Linked DNA regions of Mus musculus: region 1 is linked to region 2. The links are chromatin contacts, called in public HiChIP or PLAC-seq maps. All regions are on one chromosome and are shown on one strand. Each heading gives the region's core, a stretch centred on a gene start, on an enhancer-like site or on the middle of the called end of the contact. The rest is flanking DNA. Distances are from core to core; before and after follow the strand shown.

Region 1 (6,030 bases), core at 1,129-3,628, 480 kb after region 2:
TGTGTAAGCCATAAAATATAAGTCAAAGTTCCTTCTCTTGGTTGGGGGTGAAGGGATGTGACCATAGACATCTGACCTGTCAACTCCTTTCCAATACCAGTCTGTGTTAGTTGTATCTCTGTGCTCTAGATGGAACAACACTCTCCACACAGAGGACAGGATTCTCTGGCTCTGTTTTCAGCACGGTGCCTCCTACCCCACCTATTATCTGTGATAGTTTCTTCTGTTTATAATGTTAAATGCAAACCTTTGTGCATGCTTATAAATGCCCCCATCGATACAGAATAGTGTCTGCTCATTAAGTCACTCAGCGTCAGCTTTTAACATGTTATGGCTGATTTTTAAAGTGTTGCTTCTGAGAGGCATCTGAAAATCCTAACTGTTCAATGTCCTGTTCCAGCCACAATCATCCCTTTGCACCAAGATCCTCGCCTGTCTATCCTTGTTGATTTGGTTTCAGTTCCGGATTTATCTAATGAGACAAAAACAAAAAGTGTAGTCAAATATAAGAAGCAGACCCGATGGCCAGATTTCTATATCCTCTTTGACACAGACACTGACTACCAGAACAAAGTAAGTTTCGAGATCAGACATCTTGGAAGTGGTTGGTAAGGAAGCAGAACCCTAGTGCAATTATTACATGAACGTGATGTATGGAAACCTTCAGAGCATCCTAGCATCATTCCAGTTTGTCTCCCCTGTGGTCTCTGGGCTCCACTTACCACGGTTTTTCATGTTTCCACTGTGGAAAGGAGTTTTTTTCCCTGCGGTTCTTTCATGACTTTGGTTTGCCAAGATGTTGGTTTTCCATTTTCCAGCCCTTCCCTAACCACTTAAATGCATTTTTTTTTGTCCAAATTCACAGTAGAATATAACTATCTCAGCTTGTGTCCGAACTCTGTCCTAACCAGATAAACTATGTCTTAGGAACTAAGTGAAATCAGAAATACACAGGCCCAGCCTGCTCTGGGACTGTGTGAGGAGAAAGTCGGACGACAGGCAGTGAGCTAGATGGTTGGTCTCTCTAGGACATAGTTCAAAATAATACCTTGATTACAAATTAAATATCTGAGTAACCTTTGCATGAAAGTCATGTTATCTATTTTTCTTAGTCTTGTTTCCAACATATGGCAATATTTAATTCCAGTTCTAAACAGAATGAATTGTACAAAGACCATCATTTGACAGTAACCATCAGCTTGCCCAACAATGCAGATAAAAGCTTTTAGTAAGGCTTCTATTTCCAGGTGGAACATGCTAACCATCTTGACGTTTTCATTCACAGATTGTGACTCTGCTGACTATTATTGGTAATTCAGTGGGCTTGGTTAGCGACTACAGCTGCAGGTTTCTGAAATATTGTTACATAGTAGAAAAGGCCAAAGTCATGACTACAAAACTGCCATTCATGACGAACTTGACATCCATCGAGTTTAAAAGAATAATACATAAATTCAGAAGCTACCTAAAGCAAATCGTGACCATGACTATTGAGATACGTATTGGAATTTTTTATGTGAATAGTCTGGATTATCAATTAGCATGCTTACCATATGTTGATGGCATCATACAAATGAGCTACAACCTGTTACAATGTACCATTGAGGAAAAAAGTGCAAATCTATTAGAAGTAAGTCTTTATTTTTTTCCTCTTTTTTGTTGAATTAATTATTAATGAATCCCAGCTTGAAGGGGGGGGGGTCACTTCCCACCTCAAACATTTATGTTCCCAAGTGAGACACACATACACAGCCTTTATATTTTTATATGCCTTAAGCAGCACAATAGCTGGCCTCCACGCTGCGAGAACCTGCCCCAACCTGCAGGACTTGTTTAAACAACAGGATTCTCGAGGGAAGGGAGCTACAACAACAAATTTTGGGATTAGAAGACACAAAAGAAGGATGCAAGACAAAAATTCTGTTCAAGCCTCGTTTACTCAGGGGAGATGGGGGGCTTTTTAAAGCTGAAAACCGCAAACAGAATTTGCTCAGGTACACAGGCCAAACCACAGTGCTAGGTAACACACTAAGGTCAAAGGAATGTCCCCATTGTAAAAGGTCCAGAAAGGAGTGCCCTCATTGTAAAGGGAAAGGAATGCCCCACATTGTAAATGTCCTGAGTCAATTACAAAACGGAAGCAAGATAGTGGAAGAAGCAAAAGAGTGTTAGATAATGGCCCTGGAACAAGATTCCAGAGGCTTCTGGGGCCCCAACAAGAACCTACCTCTGCCAGTAATTCCTAGTTACCACTTATTAATTCTTATGTTCCATCTTGGTTACTCTTCACTCCAATTAGACATCTGGGTGCTCTCCTTGCTTCTCTACCCCATGGCAGACTCTGTCTCTCCTCCCTCCACACTCTCCTAAGCCATCTCCCCTTCCTCTCCTCCCGTCCCAAGCCCAGGAAACGCCAAGCTCTCGCCTCTGTCTGTCCTCCCCAGCTCTCAGCTGCTGCTTTCTTTATTTACCAGTCAGAGCTAACTGAGGGCAGGTTCCCAGAAGCTATGTGCAGACCCTATCGTGCAAACAGTTTTTTGGGGGAGCATAGTTAGCATTCATAATACAAGCAGGTACACCTTTTCATAAGAAAATTTCAGATTAGATTATAACTTGATGATATACAATCAAAAATACATATAAGTATTATACTCAGAAAATCCCAAAGTACTGTGATTACATTTGTTTTTGTGTTTAGTCTTTATCTGTGTATAAGTGCATTTCTGTATGTGAATGTGACACATACATTTGCCATAACATGTGGAGGTCAAAAGGCAAACTTCAGGAGTTGTTTGACACAGTGTCTCTTGTTTGTATCACATAAACCAGATTAGAGGCCCTTGGGCTTCCAGAAATTCTTCTCCACTTGATTTGGCCGTAGGACTCCTGGGATTATAGACATGCATGCTCTTGTGTAGTTTATGGAGATGCAAACTTTGGTCCTCACACTTGCAAGTACTTTACCCAACTCAGTCCCTCCTCAGCACTTACATGTGTGTTTTATTAAATATCACTTCCTTTAGAACTTTCTGTAACTACGTGGAAGACTGCGCCCCATGTCACTGCCCATCTCTTTTTTTTTTTTTTTTTTTTTTTTTTTTTGGCTTTATAACGCACATCATTGTCTGACATCATTGTTCCCCATAGACTCACTAGGCTATGGCTTGTCTGCTTTGTAGAACAAATATGGATCCCAGTATCCTAGCTGTTGCCTGTACCAGCATCCTCCCATAGTACCCAAGACAGGTTTCAAGACCAGAGTTTATGATAACAGCTATCATTTTTTTTTCTTTATCCAGCCAGACTTCCAATACTTCTTAAACCCAAAGTTACAAGCTGCCCATCGACTGTGCCTCTGCAGTATAACTGTGAGAGGATAGCAGCATTCTCACACATACCAAGTCTAATGTTGCATCAAACCTTATCCAAAGTAGCGAACAGAGCTTGAGTGGGCCAGGAATAATTTTCAAGAAAGATGTTAATTGCAAAAGGAGAAGCGCCAGTGGCGTGGAAGCGGAGTTGACAGGCAGGATATTGCAGGCAGGAGTTAATGTAGCTAGATTCAGTTGCACATGACTCCCACGTGCAACAGCAACAGCAACAGAGCTGTCGCCTACACAAGTTAGAACTAATTTCTCTTGTGGGAAGTAGTAGTGCCCACATAGTGACTTGTAGCAGGGACGGTAGGGAGGGCCACCTATATATAAACACCGGGGGCCACGTAGCCACAAAAAAACATCTACAGGAGTACCTAATTTAGGACTGCCTGAGAGACCAAGGATTGGTGGTGCCAGCCAATGCCAGCCAATCAGGAACTGCTGTTTAGAAGAGATGCTTTCTTGGGATGAATGGGGCACTGGTGGAGGGTATTAAAGGAGCTTGCAGCAGTGCTCAGATGAGCTTGCTGTGACATTTCCCACCTGCTCCCAGAGTCTGTGTTGTTGACTCTGTGCTACCTCACCTCCAACCCCCAAGGGCAAGTAGGGCCCAGCAGCAAGTAGTCCAGGGCACAGGCAACAGTCGCTGGGAATACTGGCTGCTTTGAGCTCACAGTGTGCCTTTCCCTAAGCATCTCTAATGTCACATCCTGTTAGACAGCAGGGCAGAAGAAGGCAACATGCCCATTATGGGGCTAGGAAGCTAGGCAATGCAATGCATCAATAGAGTTATCTTTTAAGAGCCTCCTCTTACCATCTCTTAAAGTTATATTCATTCATTTTCCCCCAAATAATGTTTTTATTAATTCCTTGAGAATTTCATACAATTAATTTGATACTTTTCACCCCCTTCCCCAAGTTCTCCCAGATATCCACCCCACATCCCTACTCCACAAATTTATATTTTCTCCTCCCCTCCCTCTTAAATCCGTCAAGGTCCAGTCTGCTTTGCCCAGCAACTCTTGGGAATTAGAGCCTACTCTGGATGGAACCATTAAAGAAAACCGACTTTCCCTCTTCCAAAAGCTAACAAATACTGGTAGCTCCCTAGCTAGGGGTGGGACTTCCTGCCTGCCTACCTCCCCTCTCCATGCTGAGGTGTCCTTAGGCTTGGCCTTGTACAGGCCTGTGCACTCTGTTACAGCCCCTGGGGGATGTAGATGCACCTGCCCTGTTGTGTCCAGAAAACACCGTTTCTCTGAAGTCACCCACTAGCCCTGCCCCCTCACCTCTAAAACTCCAAGCTTTGAGGAAAGGGTTGTGATGGGTGTCCCACATAGTGATCAGCGTTTACAGTTCCTCATGCTTTCCACCGTGACCCTTTGTGGATCTCGGTGTTAACTGCCATCTATTGCAAGGAGAGCTTTCTCTGATGGTCACTGAATTGCAGTTCTGTAACTTAGCACATACCTAATCTTAGACTAATCTGAGACTTGGTTCCTTGTATGCAAAGTAGAGAAAATAACACCTAATCAGTAAACACAATCAAAGAGGACCACTGACTGGAGAGTCTATTGTATAAACGGTCAGGGTGGCCATTCCAGCCTTAAGTATTGTGCATGCCTTATAACACGTATATTACACATGAAATCTACTCAAGCACTTTGAGATCACAATAGAAGGACTGGATCATGCTCGTCTGCTTCATACTTAGGATCCTGTCCAATTTGTATAGCACTGCACATCCAAGTGTATGGCATTGCACTTGTAGACGTCAGCCTTCTGAAATGAAGAGAGTGGTTTCCCAAAATAGTGAAACCATTGCGTACTTACCACTAGTGTGCTAATCCTTGCAGACTTTAGACTCGTTGCTGCACCAACTGGACACTGAGCCCGTGGAACTGGAAGAATTTGTGGAGCATTTGAATTTTTTGGATGACATTTTCTCGAGCTTGACTGAAATAGAAAAGGATTTCTGCACAATTTCTGAGCTGTATTCCATTGTGAGGCATTACCAGATCAATGTGTCAGAAGAGCAGATCGCCATCTACAAAATCATCTTCATGAAGTTCAATCATCTAAAAACATCCATGAAGTTTGTCGCCATGAATAGAGAAACCAGTCTCACTAAATTCAAGAACGGTTTGGAAGCATATATTGTCAGCCTACGAGTGGATGTCAGTAACTTAAAAGATAAGGTAAGTGCTTTTTAAATTTTTTACTATTTTTATAGTTATTTTTATATTTTTAAATTTTTATCTTAGTCTCATGTAATACTGTGCTTTTATATATTCATTTTCTATGGAGTCATAGCTAAATTATGTAATCCAAATATACTTACCCTGTGTGGTGCTGCAAATGAGAAATGTCTTCCATTTGAGCCCTTGTCCCCAGTTGGTAACACTGTTTGGTTACTAAGGTGTGGCCGCACTGGAGGAGGTCCATTCCTGAGGGTGGGCTTTCAGAGTAAATGCCTCACAGACACCCCCACCCCCACCCAACCCCACCTCCGGCTCTGCCCTCTCTGCCTCCTGTCTGCGCTTGAGGGAGTGAGCAGCGCTCAGCTTTCTGCTCTGGCTGCCCTGCCTGATACTTTAGTCATCACTCCCTGCTGTGGCGGGTTTTTATCACCCTGGAACTGTAAACCGGAATA
Region 2 (6,394 bases), core at 207-2,706:
ACCCCAACACAATCGAGCGTTTACGCTTTAACAACTGGATGAAAGGTGGTGTCAATTCCAGCGCCCACATGGCAGCTCACAACTGTCCATAACTCCAGTTCCAGGGGATCTACACCCTCACACAGACGTATGTGCAGACACAACATCAAAGCATATAAAATAAAATGCTAGTAAAATAAAAATACTCTATTTTTCTTTTAAAGGCAAAACCTGGGGCACTGAGCAGAGGTAGCTAGGAAACTGGCTATAGAAAAATTCAAGAGACTCTGTCTCAAAACAGTAACAAAAAGTAGGTGAGTACATTTTTTAGGTAAAGAATAACTTAACTCTAAGGCCTGTTGACTTTAAGGTGGCCCACACCTTTAATCCCAGAACTAGGAAGGCAGAGAGGAAGGAAGAGGCCAGCCTGGTCTACAGAAGGAGTCCCAGAACAGCCTGGGCTACACAGAGAAACCCTGACTCGGAAAAGAAAAACAAAATGAAACCAACAGTAAAACATACAAATTTGGGTCACAGGGTAGCTCATACTTAAAGGTGTTAGGCTGAATGAGATCTAGTAAAAAGTATGGAGGTGAGAAAGGAGTAAGAAGGAGCTGGAGAGATAGATGGCTTAGCCGTTAAGAGCAGTGACTGCTCTTTCAAGGTCCTGAGTTCAAATCCCAGCAACCACATGGTGGCTCACAACCGAAGACAGCTACAGTGTACTTACATCTAATAAATAAATAAATCTTTTGAAAGAAAGGAGTATGAAGAAAGAAGGGATACAAGAAGCCCAGAGAATTGAAAACTTAAGAGAACTTTCGAACCCCAAAATAAGCAAGGACGGCAGATCAAGGAAAAACAATCTAAGTTCTTGAAACTCCAATTTTTAAAAACCCCGAAATTCCACCAGTGAAAAATGGGAAACAAATACAAAAATGCCTTGCGGGGCGTGGTTGGTGCAGCCTTTAACCCAGCCTTGGAGCAGAGGAAGATGGGGCTCTAGTTCAAAGCTAGCCTGGTCCACAAACGAGGTCTAGGGTAGGCAGGGCTACACAGTACGACCGCCAAACAAAATCCAAACCTCTCCCTCCCTTTAATTCGTATCTCTGACTACGCCACTGAAGGCGTCCACCACACAGTGCTTCCAAGATACGAAAATAAGAAAAATAATGTCAAAGCCTCCAGGCTCCCAGGCCTGTTTCTCTACGGCAGCCGCAAGGGAACATCCAGACCATGCTGGAACCCGGCGGCGGCGGCCAGAGGCGCCAAGCCAGGCAGCCGCGCGCAAATGGAGATGCAGTGTCCGCAGACACACACGCACCTGAATGACCCGCTGCTTCAGTTTCCTGTCTACGAAAACCCCGGGTCTAGGCTTCATGATGCTGCTGCCCCGCACGGGCGCCTCTTGTTACCGGGAAAGACTGCCACAGCCGCGCTCGCCGCCGTACCGGAAACCCCGCCCACGCGTGGTCCCTAGCACCGGAAGTCCCCCCCGCAACTTTTCCTCAGCACGAAAGCTCCGCCTGTAGGGAGGACTACGCTGCTCACGGAGGTCGGGAGGACCTGGAAGCGCGCGAGTTTCCAGTCTGGTTCCTTGTCAAGATTACCCAGCCCTGCCTAAGAGGCTAGGCCCCCTTTGAAGGCGTTCAACTTTATTGGTTCCCAACTGAGCAAACAGACACGGACTCCATTCTTCGCGGCTGCGCAGACTCTCACAAGCAAGTAGTAAACTTGATGCCAAGCCTGGCATAGCAGGGGAAAAAAACCTTAAAAATATTCGAGAAGCGAAGGCAAGGAAGATTGCTGAAGAGTTCAAAGGCAGCACAGCCAAGTAGTAAGATGCTGTCTCAAAACAAAAAAAGTTTGGGTTTGTCACGTTCCAGTCTGGGAACCAGGACCGCAGCGTGTTCGCGGTTTCTGTTTGTTCTGTGTCGCACGCTGTACCCAAGGATAGTGTGGAACTCAGTCTGCAGCCTAAGACGTTTTCCCCTTAAAAACGTCTTTTCAGGAAAAAGCAAGATTCATGGTTTTGTAGAAAACAACTTCATGACAAACCAATATGAAGCAGAATTGGGATTTATTAAAAGATAATTTTAGCACTCTTGAGCACAGTGGCTAATAGGTGCTCAGGGGGAAAAAACAAAACAAAACAAAACAAGATAAAGCCCAAGGGTGAGTATGGGTTTCTTGGCCTTTTCAAGGGAGAATTTTGCATAGGAGTATTTTGCAACTGTTATGTGTAGGCGCCTCTCCGTTGTTATTGGTGTTTGTTTTTAAGGAAAATTATTCAGAGTAATTTACAAGGTTTAAGTGGTTGTTCAGGAAGTTTGATTTGTGGGGGTGCAGTAGCGCACACCTTAAGTCCCAGCGCACAGAAGGCAGAGGCAGATGGATCTCTGAGTTCAAGGCCAGCATATCGTCTACAGAGTTCTAGGAGATTTATTTGGGAGAAGTGCTGAGGATACAGAAAGGGCTGTCAGTTACTATTCGGTGATAAAACACATGGCCAAGGCAACTATAAAAGATTATTTGGCGCTCACGGTTCCAGAGGGATAGCCATCGTTATGGCGGTTCGGAGGTAGCGAGCAGCTAGGGCAGCAGCTGGGAGCATATTTCTCTAAGCACAAACAGAAAGTCTTGAGCTAACTTAAGCTGATAGGAGTCTTTTGAAACCTCAAAGCCTGTCCTCAGTGACATAATTTCTCCAGCAAGGCCACACTTGCTCCTCCGCAAATAGCCATCAACTGGAAACAAGTGTTCAAGTGCCCAGGACTGTGAGGGGCATCTAGTCAAACAACCACAGTAACCATTCCTGGCAGTTCTTAGTTTTCAGTTCTGGATATCAAACCCAAAAACCTCATATATGATAGGCAATCACTCCAACTGGGCTATATCTAGTGAGCTATATTCCTAGCTTTGACTTTGATTCTAATATTCCATTGTATGTGTATATATTTTAAACAATTCATATCTTGGTGGGTGTCTGGTTTGGTTCTGTAACTTGTCCGTTGTGGGAGTAGTGTTGTGATAAAATATGCATATTGTAGGTATCTCTTGTGTACTGACAATCATTCATTTGTATATATGTGTGTGTGTGTGTGCATACATATATATATGTATGTATGTATGTCAACTAGATCAGACGGTAGCTCTAGTTTTAGGAATCTTCTGTCTTCCATAGTATCTGTTTATAGTCCCACAAATAGTATATAAGGGTTCTTTCTTTCCAAATCCTTGCCAGCATTTGTTGTTATCTTGTTATTTATCTTTAATGATTGCCTTTCTGACTGGAGTGAGATGGAATCTCAGCAGAGGTATTTGCATTGGTGTGGGTCACGCCGCTCTCAGTGGCAGGTATATAATTTTTCATTGCCCCTGATATGAACACCTTGGCTCATTTTGTAATTCTAGCATTCAGGAGGCTGGGGCAACAGGATTGCTGCAAGTTTGAGGCTAGCCTGTGCCACTTGATGAGTTCCAGGCCATTCCTGATTACTGTGTGAGACCCTGCCTGAACAACAGCAACAACCATGAATAACAAGTATTTCATATCTTTATAAACGCAGATTTCCTGCTCTTTTGATAGTGTCCATTCTAATAAACGCATCACTTCACTGTAAACTTGATTTACATTTCCCTAGTAATTAGTAATACTGAAAGTCTTTGCATGTGCTTGTTGGCCATTTGTATAATCTTAGGAAAATGTCCCTTGAGTTCTTCCATTTTCTTCTTTCTTTCTCTCTTCCTCTCTTTCTTTCTCTCTTCTTCTCTTTCTCTTTCTTTCTTTCTTTCTTTTTCTTTCTTTCTTTCTTAATTTTCCTTCTCCTTTTCCCTCTCCCTCCCCCTCCTCCCCCTCCTTTTCTCTGTATAACAGCCCTGGCTGCCCTGGGACTTGCATTGTAGACCCAGCTGATCTCGAACACACAGAGATCTGCCTGCCTCTGCCTCTCTGCCTCTCTCCCTGCCTCTGGCCCCCAAGTGTTGGGCTTAAATTAGTGCCCCACCATGTCTGGCTTCCATTGACAGTTCTTAATTCAGTTGGTAGATATAATTGCTGTGTTGCATTTTAGGAACTCTTGTATATTTGCAGTATTAATCTCTGATGAGATAGTCAAATCATGAATATTTTCTCTAATTCTAGAGACTCCTTTTACTTTCTTGAAGTGATTTTCTTGTTGGTTTTTGAGACAGGTTCTCTCTATTATGTAGCTCTGGCTGTCCTGGAACTCCTCTGTAGATCAGGCTGTCCTCAAACTCACTGAGACCCACGAACCTCTGACTTGAGCTGTGATTAAAGGCATTCGAGGTGATGCCCAGGCCCTCTCTCTTTTCTTTTCCTTCTCATTCTTTTTTTTTTTTTCTGTTATTGTTTTGAGACATCTTGCTACTTGGCCCTGTTGCCTGTATTTTTATATTATATAAAAACATTTATGTTATATATAAAGATATATGTTTAGATAGAATATATATGTATATATATATATATATATATATATATATAATTACATTTTCATTTAAATTCATAGTTGAGATTACTGAGAGATGATTACTGTCCATTTCTTCCCTCCATTTCTTTGTTTCCTTTGTGGTTGTAGAAAAATGGACATTTTGATATCATATAGCAACTTCTTCCATCTGTTTCATGTCTGACTCAGTTAAGCCCTATCTGCTTTTTCTTGTCTCTCTTTTGTGTGTGTGTGTGTGTGTGTGTGTGTGTGTGTGTGTGTGTGTGTGTGTGAGAGAGAGAGAGAGAGAGAGAGAGAGAGAGAGAGACAGGGTCAGAACTCACAGAGATTCACCTACCTCTAACTCTGAGTGTTGGGATTAAGGCCTTTGTCACCACACCAGGCCTCAGCTGTTTTTCTTCTTTTAAAAATGTAGGTTTCCTAATTTTTTTGGGTATGAGTAAACTCCTTTGAGACAGTGTCTAGCTATGTAGTCCTGCCTGGCCTAGAATCCACTCTATAGACCAGCGTGCCAGGATGGTTTTGAATTTAGAGAACCACCTGCCTATTCCTCCTGAGTGCCAGGATTACAGGCATGTGCCATCATATCTTGTAACCTTTCAAATCTAGTATTTATACTAATGAGTCTAGACATGGGATTCAAAAACTGAGGTAAAAACCTGCTGGCTCAGAGAGGTAGCTCTATTTTCTTTACTATTTTCAAGAATCTGTTTACAAACCTGATCCTACAACTAAACTACTAATTTCTATCTGTGTCATTCTAAAGAGCCAGTCTGCATTTCTCTTGGGCTCCTTAGCTCTCGTTGCTAGAATCCTGTTTTTCCTGTGTCCTACCAGCTGCTTCTCTGTTGTTCATGAAAGCGCAGAGAGAAAATTCCTCTCTCCAGAGCTCCTTCCATAAAGGCTCTTTCAAGCTAAAAGAGAGCTCTATCAAAGGTCCAATGGCTTATAAAAGAAGTCTCTAGCTCCTCCTTTATGCCCTTGGCAGGCTGTCCCATGTGTCACTGTTGTGGGGGCTGGGGGTGGGGGGCCCCAAGACAAGTCAGTCGGGTGTTGTTTTTAAAAAAGTCTCTTTAAAAGCAAACAGTAGCAAAAATCTCAGCAGCCAATTTACCAAATAAGATTCAGGAGGCAGATGCTGTGCTGGAAGCCTGCTATCTCAGAGGCAGAAAAAGCACCTAGCTGACCTTCCTACTCCACCGATGTCCCAGAAGGAAGAACACTTTCTCCTTCTCCATGCTGTCTTAAATACCCTTCAACTCAAAGCCCTTCCTTTCTGTTTACTTAGAGTTCACTCCTCTTCAGCTGCTTGCTTGCTCTGCCTCTTGACCTAGACTTAACTTCATTTAGCTCTTGGATTAAAGGTGTGTGCTAGGGCAGGGCCACACCACAGGTACTTGCTTATAGCAAACAGAAATCTCAGTGATCAAAGGCAGAGCCAGACCACAATTAGAAACAGTTCACAGTCTCTCGGGGTTCACCACGTGGTGATGAAGTATCCTGCAAAGCAAGGCTACCAGCTGACTTCGTCTCAGGTCATAGTGCAAAGACCACAAGACCTCTCTCCAAGCGACTTGCCTTAGAATGGGCAGGAACTTTCCCTTCTTGAGCACTCTTTATCTGTGGAGCTTTTAGAGGCACACCCAAGCCGCACCTCCTTAAGACACACCTAACTGCATGTGACAGGCCAATATCTAGACTTTTATATTTTGCTAACAATTAGATTTTCTAAGTACAATAATCAAATGTCTGTAACAATACTTGGCCTGCTAACTTTTTATGCTGATCATTTCCTTCTCATAAATTTTGATTCCCTGTAGAGGAAATCTTTTCGTACTGTCCAGAAACATCACCTGTCAGTAAAAAAGCCTATGGCCAATGAACTGAGGCAGGATTAGAAGATGGGACATCCGGCAAAGGGAAATGGAATTCTGGGAAATAGTTAG

Evidence for each region. HiChIP or PLAC-seq counts read pairs in DNA pulled down with a chosen protein or histone mark.
Region 1: an HNF4G HiChIP or PLAC-seq map of pancreatic cancer cells shows a contact between it and region 2. The contact joins the enhancer-like site here to the promoter of Nvl in region 2. A contact is called at or near these places in 4 of 39 promoter capture datasets (the 3T3-L1 cell line, cranial neural crest and hippocampal neurons) and 2 of 115 datasets of contacts at active chromatin or transcription factors (embryonic forebrain and pancreatic cancer cells).

Annotation. Positions count from the first base shown.
Region 1 is chr1:181,621,408-181,627,437 of GRCm38.p6, forward strand. It overlaps Dnah14 (dynein, axonemal, heavy chain 14), which reads left to right. Exons shown (of 87, transcript NM_001377039.1): 17 at 401-573; 18 at 1,286-1,630; 19 at 5,234-5,575. It overlaps Gm33612 (a long non-coding RNA gene), which reads right to left and starts at 5,828. Exons shown (of 3, transcript XR_373757.4): 1 at 5,719-5,828; 2 at 5,211-5,333; 3 at 1-472. Within about 2 kb of position 2,379, at least 36 of the 459 cell types and tissues checked have an H3K27ac peak or open chromatin away from gene starts, as enhancers often do. A contact at or near this core is called in pancreatic cancer cells, where this site is marked.
Region 2 is chr1:181,142,748-181,149,141 of GRCm38.p6, forward strand. It overlaps Nvl (nuclear VCP-like), which reads right to left and starts at 1,457. Exons shown (of 23, transcript NM_026171.2): 1 at 1,304-1,457. The coding sequence starts at 1,360.